Linked DNA regions of Gossypium hirsutum: region 2 is linked to region 1. A link is a contact called in public Hi-C data. All regions are on one chromosome and are shown on one strand. Each heading gives the region's core, a stretch centred on a gene start, on an enhancer-like site or on the middle of the called end of the contact. The rest is flanking DNA. Distances are from core to core; before and after follow the strand shown. Region 1 holds the start of LOC121212254. Region 2 holds the start of LOC107925439 (5'-deoxynucleotidase HDDC2).

The links. A called contact is a pair of places that touch in the nucleus more often than the background predicts.
Region 2: a contact with region 1 is called in a Hi-C map of leaf, with 2.2 times the contacts expected there. The contact joins the promoter of LOC107925439 here to the promoter of LOC121212254 in region 1. A contact is called at or near these places in 10 of 34 Hi-C or Micro-C datasets (callus, fibers, leaf and 1 more).

The regions. Positions count from the first base shown.
Region 1 is chrA13:7,194,285-7,198,538 of Gossypium_hirsutum_v2.1, reverse strand. LOC121212254 reads right to left here and starts at 2,240. Exons shown (of 1, transcript XM_041084666.1): 1 at 1-2,240. The coding sequence starts at 1,965. The coding sequence ends at 166.
Region 2 is chrA13:7,348,499-7,352,752 of Gossypium_hirsutum_v2.1, reverse strand. It overlaps LOC107925439 (5'-deoxynucleotidase HDDC2), which reads left to right and starts at 1,964. Exons shown (of 8, transcript XM_016856127.2): 1 at 1,964-2,471; 2 at 2,757-2,881; 3 at 3,203-3,240; 4 at 3,656-3,766; 5 at 3,864-3,943. The coding sequence starts at 2,211.

The DNA of each region.
Region 1 (4,254 bases), core at 991-3,490:
TGATAAAAATATTTACAAAACATGGTGCTGCAAAATATACAGTCGAAGTCAACCTTGAAAAGGCTATAAAAGGAGGCCCTAAGCACCTCCACACGGTTGAATACTACAAGCAATTACAACAACTACAACTACTGCGAAAAAACAAAAAGCAAGGATCTTACTTCACTAAGTAGCCTTAACTTTATCATCCCCAACAGCTGAAAGTATAGGCAAGCTACTCAAAAACTCATCAAGACCCTCAAAGAACCCATTCCCTTCAATGTTATCCTCCTCCCCATAGCTGGGGTGATTCCCCTCATTCCTCCTCGGTGCCGGCTCTTCAACTTCATTACTAAACTCCACATTCAAATCCAACTTCCCCAAATTCTTTGTGCCCCTCGCCATCTGCTTCCTCCCACTATTAACAACTCCTCTTCTACTCGATTCAGCAGTCACCACACCTTCTGGCACAGTGGACGCACCACTCAAATTCCCACTACCATCAACATTAGCTGCCTCATTACCCGCCTTCTTCACTCTCTCACTCTGTGGTTTCTTAGCAGTTTTCCCCACAGATCCTTTCCCTTTGACATTTTTTGCCTTCTTCCTCTTCTCATTCTGCCAATCATCATCGTCGTCGTCATCCTCTGAAGTCCCAATCGAGTCAGAAATATCTACATATGCGTCATCATCATCATAATACACTCTTGGAGCAGGCTTTTTGGCAGTACTTTTTTTCCCAGTATTCTTGTTATTAGGGCAAGCATACATGGTCGAAATGGGTGACCAACTGGGAAATTGATCGCCCCTCGAAAATCCTAATGGGAAAAACCCCCAGCAGCTGAAACGCGAATCCTTTCCATTCACGGGTGGCGGCGGTATCACAACCGCATGAAAAGCTCTCCTGCAGTTCTTAGCCTGACACCTCAGTGTGCAATCCTCGTACAACTTCGGGTATTCATAGAGAATGTAACAGTACGGACAAGCCGTCCAGAAAGTCAGCTCCTCTGACTCAGCGGCTTCACTAGGCCGAGTCACACTAGTTGGCTCTGTCTGACTATTCCCCCTATGAGGAGGAGTTGTTGTCTGGTTAATTTGACCCGTCCGAGTTGGCTCATCCCTATTAAACTGACTCGAGATATCGGTTCCTATTTGATTAATCTGGCTCATCCGAATCGGCTCAGGCCGATTAACCTCACTCGCCTGACTAATCTGACTCGAACCAACCGATCCTGTCCGATTCACCTGACTCGACCCAGCTAAACTGATCTGACTCATTTGCTTCCTCCATGTTGGCTCAGCCGGCCGATTTTGCTCCGGCGATTTATTCTTTAATCCCAACTGCTCCTCTCCTTCTAAAGCGGCATTCCCATCTTTATCAGTATTTCTAGGGCTCCTTCTCATGAATAACGGTTGCGTAACTTGCGCCTGCGTTTCTTTCTGTGGCGGCGATTGCATGAACAGCGTTTGCGTTTCTTTCGGCGGGGGCGGCGGCTGCGGTTGCATGAAAAGCGGCTGCGGTTGCGGTTGCAGCTGCTGTTGCTGCATCTGTGGTTGTTGTTGTTGCTGCTGACCGAGTTGACTCACCTGACCAAATTGAAGGAGCCTCAACTCGTTATCGTAAACGGCCTTCTTAGAAGGGTTCGACAACACATTCCACGCTTCGGAAACAAATCGAAACGCCTGATCTGCGAAAGAGAGCCTGTTCCTCCCAGGATTCAAAAGAAGGGCGAGTTTCCTATACTGACTCGCCACAACTTCCATGGACTGAGTTAACGGCACGAGTTGGAGGATCCCGTACCAGTCTTGAGGGTTAGATTGAGCCGTTATGAGAGTGTCCGTCACGGCTAGGATTTGGTCGGCGAGGATAGGGGCCGATTCACGAGCTCGGATCGCGAAGGTTCTGGTCCCGTGCAAATCACGCGCCGCCAAGAGCTTCTCCGCAATCGTCAACCACCGCTCGGCCTCCGTAGTATTGCCATCCATAACGCCTAACCCTTCTCTCCGTCGAAGAATTCAGTTTCCTTTTTCCTTTTTTTTTTCTTTTTTCTTTTTTCTTTTTTTAATGGAAGAAACTCTTTGTTTGGTAATAATGGAAAATAGCAGAGAAAAATGGCAGGTCTATTTTTTCGATGGACGAAAAAGGACAGTTCTTTAAGATAAATCAAAGAGGGGTTTCCTTTGATTTGGATGGGATAAGAATATTTCTACATGGGTATTATTGTCATTTGAGGTTCTGTCTTTAGAACTTGGCAAAATAGAGTGGGAGTGAAAGTAGTAGGCAAACAGGGGAATTAAATAAAAAATTTAATTCTAAATTTCATCCCTCTACTTTACAAAATTGAGAATTTAATCTATCTAATACTTTAAAAAAGTTGAATTTAGTTCAATTAAACCTTATTATTAAATTGATGATCTGAAAATATCAACTCGATAATTTATTTATGAGGAATTAGTAAAAATTAATAATTTAATAATTTAAATGCAGCTAATTAGTAAAAATCAATAATTAAAGTTCATATATCTACTAATAATTGTACTAACTTTTTATTTTTTGTAAAGTATAACTATCATTAATAAATTAAAATAAAGGGATTAATTTCTAATTTTTTTTGAACCAGAAGCATGGAATTTAAATAAACCCAAAAAAAAAAGAAATGAAAAAAAAATGGCAAAGCTTTTGCGTAGCATTGCAGAAAAAGAGTCATTACGGTCATATGGTCGTCCTTTTATTTATATGGTGATGAGGTCGTTTTATAGAAAGTAGTAATAAATATAATGGTGAGTATTTGGATTTTATTTAGGCTTAATTTATAAATTGGCCCTTGAAGTATGTCTTTTTCTCACTTTAGTACCTAATTTTTTTTTTTCAATTAAGTATTAAAACGTTATGGTTTTTAATCCAAAAATAAACCACCATTTAAAAAATCAATCTAGACATTGAGATGATGCCATGTATCTGCCTTTGATATTTTCATAACATAATTCATCAGTAATTAACATTAGAATTAAATTAAAATAATTTAATCTAATAATGTAGTAACCTCTCCTCCCTCTCAATCTCTCGTTCACACCTCTTTTCAAGTTGCAGAAAACTTCAAAAATATTTGAAGGTTTGAAACTTAGGTGAATCCGTCTCGATATTCAAGGTTGGGTATCGATGGTTCCAAGTGGAAATTGTCGTTCATCGAGGAGAAGAAGAATAATTTGACAACGGATTTGACTTAATGATGATAATTTTTGGGTCGATGATGAATTCTTTAACGAAATTGAAGGAAGAGTTGTTGTTGCGATTATTGTCGTCGGTGAAGAAGTTGAAAGTTTTAGTCTTTAAAGCCAAAGCTAAATTTTCAAACAATTTCAAAGATTTATGGGGACTTAAATGGGTGTTCATAGCCATTCATTTTTGTAATAGGAATGGCAATGAAATAGAAATGGGGGGAAGGTTTCATTGCAGCTTAATTAACAAATTGAGAGGGATTAATTTCTAAATTAAGCTTTTTATTTAGGTTAAATGTGAGTAAGAAAGTTCGTCTATTTCACTAAATTTTTAAAAAGTTGACTTATTTTATCAATTAATGTTTTCTTTTTTACATATTTGACTAATTTAGTATTTTATTTAATATAAATAAGATTTATATTTGATATAATAAGTTTAATATAGAATGAAAATTGTGTTTCGTTGAAATTACAATAATAAGGCAAAACACAAATAATAAACGCAACTCGAACCCATGAGAACAATGAATACACTTAATCATCATGCCATCACATAAGGTTTAAAAATTAAGAATGATTTTGATTCATCTAAATTATAAGTAAACTATTCGGATCTTATCTATAATTATTTTTTTCCCTAAAATAATTATTTTTATTTAATTTTCAATATTATTTTCCTTTTTTATGATTTTTTAAAATAAAAAATCTTTTATATAATATGTATATATAAAAATATATTAGAATTTGTCACACCCATCATTTGAGTAGCATTTTAAAAATAATATGTCATATATAAAATCTACATTTTGAGAATTATAATATTTAAAAAAGAATAATAAGAATTGATTAAGTTACATAAATCATAATAAGTAGCTTTGACGTGAATGTATATATTAGTTATTTTTTAAATTTTATTAAAATAAAAATAGTTTTTATCTTTTTAATTAAAAATATTTAGATAATATTTTTATTGAATTAATATCTTAACTTGGTATAAATATAAATGAAAAACAAATTGAACTCGAATTATTGGACCTTGAAAATTAACAGAGGCCC
Region 2 (4,254 bases), core at 715-3,214, 150 kb before region 1:
AAATGAGGCGAGTACTAAATTAACCTTAACCTAAACGCAAATAAATCTAATTAGTATTTTAAATAAATCATATTACGAATATATATAAATAGAAGATTTTTAGGTTTTATAATAAAGAAGATAAAAATAACAAAAGTAAAGTGAACTTTGGGTGTATAAATTCTAACTTAATCAAATCTAAGTATGAATGATTAGCTCGCTTTGGTGATCATAACTAATTCCTATTTTGGGTTTTTACTCAATCAACTAGTTGTTACCCTAGCAAGATCTCTCTCAATCTTCCACTAAATTAACGAGTCAACAAGGGATAAGGTGTTCACGGATAGGCCATACCAATTTTGGGTTAATTCCTACCTAAATGACTTCCTAGGGTCATCAAGCCTATGGTTTAAGTTCTTTCTCTCCTAAATAACTGATCCGCTAAGACAACCCTTCATAAAAATTAATAAATCATACCTCCACTTGTTAATCCCCCACAAAAGGATTAGTTCCTTGTAGATCCCATTAACACAATAAACTTGATAATCATATTTAGATTCTTATGCCTCCTAAGATTTCGCCTCGAGAAAGTTACTGAGTTAATTTTAAAGACTAAGCCTTCATGCATGTCTATTTCCAAGGAAATTAAAATTTCATAGCAAGTACTACATAAGACTAGAGAACATGCAAGCATTCCATAACTCAAGATAACATAAAAATAACTTATATAAAATCAAAAATCATGCTTGCATTTGAACTAACTTATGAACAGAAATTTCCTCTGAACATTCATTTATTTCAGCAAACTCATGTGAAAAGAATAAAACATACTTGAAAATATTAAAAATTCTTGCAAATATTGTCTTACCTCCTCTTTAAACAGAAACAATATCCTCATTGCGAAAACAAAGTAATGAATGAAAACTGAACACATGTGGGGTTGTAAGAAAAGAGAAGTGAGTCATAAAGACTGCTTATCATAACTGAAAATTCTGATTTCTTCATAGCATTTGAAGAAGCAGGCATAGGAATAGTCAATTCAGGATCAATACTTGGTTCAACTGGCTCATCAGAATTCAGCTCCACACTTGGTTTAGAGTTGTTTAGTTCTTTTATTGATTCAGGATTGTTCAGTTCTTCTTCAGATTTTGCTCCTTTTGTCTTATCAACTGAGTTAGCTTCCGGTTAAGATTTATTTGATGACTCATTAGTTTTTGGTTCAGTTGGTTCACTCAATTCAATTGGGTTTAACTCATGGATATTCTCTACTAACCTTTCAAGATCATGCCTTGTGATGCAACCTTGAACATACTGGCCCTTCAAGTTTGCTTTTGATTTAACTTAGGCCCTTAAGCAAAGTGAAGTAATCAATGATGGAAAGTAGACACTTCCTGCCTTTTTTCTAGCACAATCGTGGATCTCCTTAAGAATAATTTTTCCAACATTGATAGACTTTTCTGTCATAATTGCATATAACAAAAACATTCGTTCCATCGATATGGTAGAACTATGTGAGATAGGCATGAAGCTATATCGAACAAAGTAGATCCATACCTTAGCCAATGACTTTGATTGCACCAAAGCTATCGTTCCATCTGTTGTTGAACATGCAGCAATCAAAGTCACAACAGTTAATATTATGATATATAAAACATCAATTCTAAAAGCTTTTTAAACAAGTACTAAGGATTATTTGTAAATTTTAATATTTATAAATCACATTCTAGATATTTAGAGAAGCAAGTTAACTTATAAAGAAATAGAGTTACTTGAGATTGAATTCAAATTCTTATGCTTACAATGTAATATTTTTACCCTTGAACCAAGGGATTATAAACAAATATAAATGAATTTAGCTAAAATTTGAAACCTATATTTCAAATAAAAAAACTTAAATAACCATGAATTGCACCGTAAACATTTTGAGTTACACCAAAGCTCTAGCTGTTTTAAATAAATTCAATTTTAGAAAAAAAAGTGAAAAACATAATAAAGGAGTTGGTTTCTACGGCCTTTATTTGTTCCTTTTAAAAGGGTCGCAATATGGGATCCGTTTAACGTAGTAGACTCAGAAAGGAAGAAAGCCTGATTTTTCGCATTTAAGACCAAAAGTTAATCGGTAGCCCAACCAAATCGGACCTCGTTTCTCGGACCCCCTCCATCATGCAAAGCCATTAAACCAAACCTTTAAAATCTCCGGCGTACGCCCTCCCCTTCCTCCGCCTTCCATTATGGCTTTCTCTGCTTCTCCCCACTGCGCACCTCCCTTACATCGTTTCGCCCTTCGCCGCTCTCCGCCGCCACAGCCGCCGCTCGCTTTCATGCGCTGCCCTTTCTTCTCCTCCTCCTCCTTTCGACCCGTTTACTTCTCCCCCGCTCCCACCCTGAGGATCATCGTCTCTGCCAAATCCAAGAAACCTTCCTCCGGGAGATCAGCCGATTCGACGTCGGCCTCCGCCATTGATTTTCTCACATTGTGTCACAGTCTCAAGGTATAAATGAAAACATAAACTTTTGCCCTTCGTTCTATTTCCTTCTCGCTCTGTTTCGATTGAGTATAGTTTAATAGCTCTATTAGCTGTTTAGATACCAAGTAAGAGTAAACAAACATGGTCGAAGAGCTACAAATAGAAATTTAAGCTTGGGTTTTACGTGGTAAATATTTGTAGAGCGGTGTTATCTTTGCTTGAGCCCCACCTTTGTATCTCTCTGTCTTCAATTTGAATCATTCAGGGAAGAAAAGACTATAGTTACTGATGACTTTGTTAATCCTGTAGACCACAAAAAGGAAGGGTTGGATCAATCACGGGATAAAGGGTCCTGAATCAATTGCTGACCATATGTACCGCATGGCGTTGATGGCTTTGATCGCTGGCGACCTTCCTGGTGTGAATAGAGAAAGGTTCACTCTCATCATATCATATGATATATGTCAGGGCTCATGTTCTTCATTAAATTATCAACTTCCAAGTTTGTCAATCTGATTTATGTATTTTCTTTTTCTTTCATGGTAATTGATGGAAATGTTAGGAGGATGAGCTATTTCTTTTGTATTATTTTCTTTGAGCGGATTTAGCTTATAATAGAAGTTGGAGATGAGTTTATGTGATTTTTTATTCTTGCCTTTTCTTTTTTTTCAAACTTTTTTTTTTTTTTTTGCTTTATGCTTTTGTTGGATGTTATTAGGGAAGCTTTATGTCTTTTATCCATTCAACTTTTGCAGGTGTATTAAGATTGCAATTGTCCATGATATTGCAGAAGGTACTGTCCCATGTCTGCATCTTCTATCATTATCATTAGTGTACGTCAAATTTGCAATAGCCATGCTATACGAGTACTTATGATGTTAAAATCAGTAATGGTACAAAAGTTGTTTTCCTCAAAAGAGGGAAAAGGTAAACCTATTAATTAGGTACAATAGATGTTCTACTGTGGTAATCTAAGATAATTGACAATGTTGAACTTTTAGAACCATCTTGATTTTTCTTGCATGCATTTTTATGTGATGGGTTGAATTTTTTTTTTTTTTGGGAGGGGGGTGGGGTTTGGTGGGGGAGGTTGCATATTGAGCTACCACATATCTGATGCTATATTTCAATGTACATCTGGCTTGCACAGAAACACACAAGATGCACTTATGGTTTGAGTCTTAGGTTGAGGTTTTCAATTTTTACAGCTATTGTTGGAGATATAACACCATCATGTGGTGTTCCTAAAGAAGAAAAAAGCAGACGTGAGCAAGCAGCGTTAACTGAAATGTGCAAAATTCTGGGTGGAGGAATGAGAGGTGCTTCCTAGCCAATTTTATTTTTGGAAATCTTGGGTTGCTAAATTATTTGTTTATTGCATCTGCTTGTCTTATTTTGGTATTTTGTTAGTTGCAGCTGAGGAGATCCAAGAACTGTGGGTAGAATATGAAAACAATGCTTCTCTGGAGGCTAACCTTGTGAAAGATTTTGACAAGGTATGCTACATGATGGCATTCATTTGTGTATGCATGCTCACACACACACACACACCAGCAGAGATATTTTTCACCTGAAAGATGATTTTCCATTAAATATCAAATGTCATAGATTGTTAGTTGATAGGTGTTAAATGGATATTCCACTACAATGAATCTCTCTCTTAGAACTTGTATTTGAGACAATTTTATATGCTATATTTATAAGATGCATTTAGGATGCAGTTCTTTCGGCTGTTAAGGCCGGCTGACCATATCTTTACAGGTTCCATCTTGTGGATGAGGATGGGCCAAGAAAGCAAATGAAGATT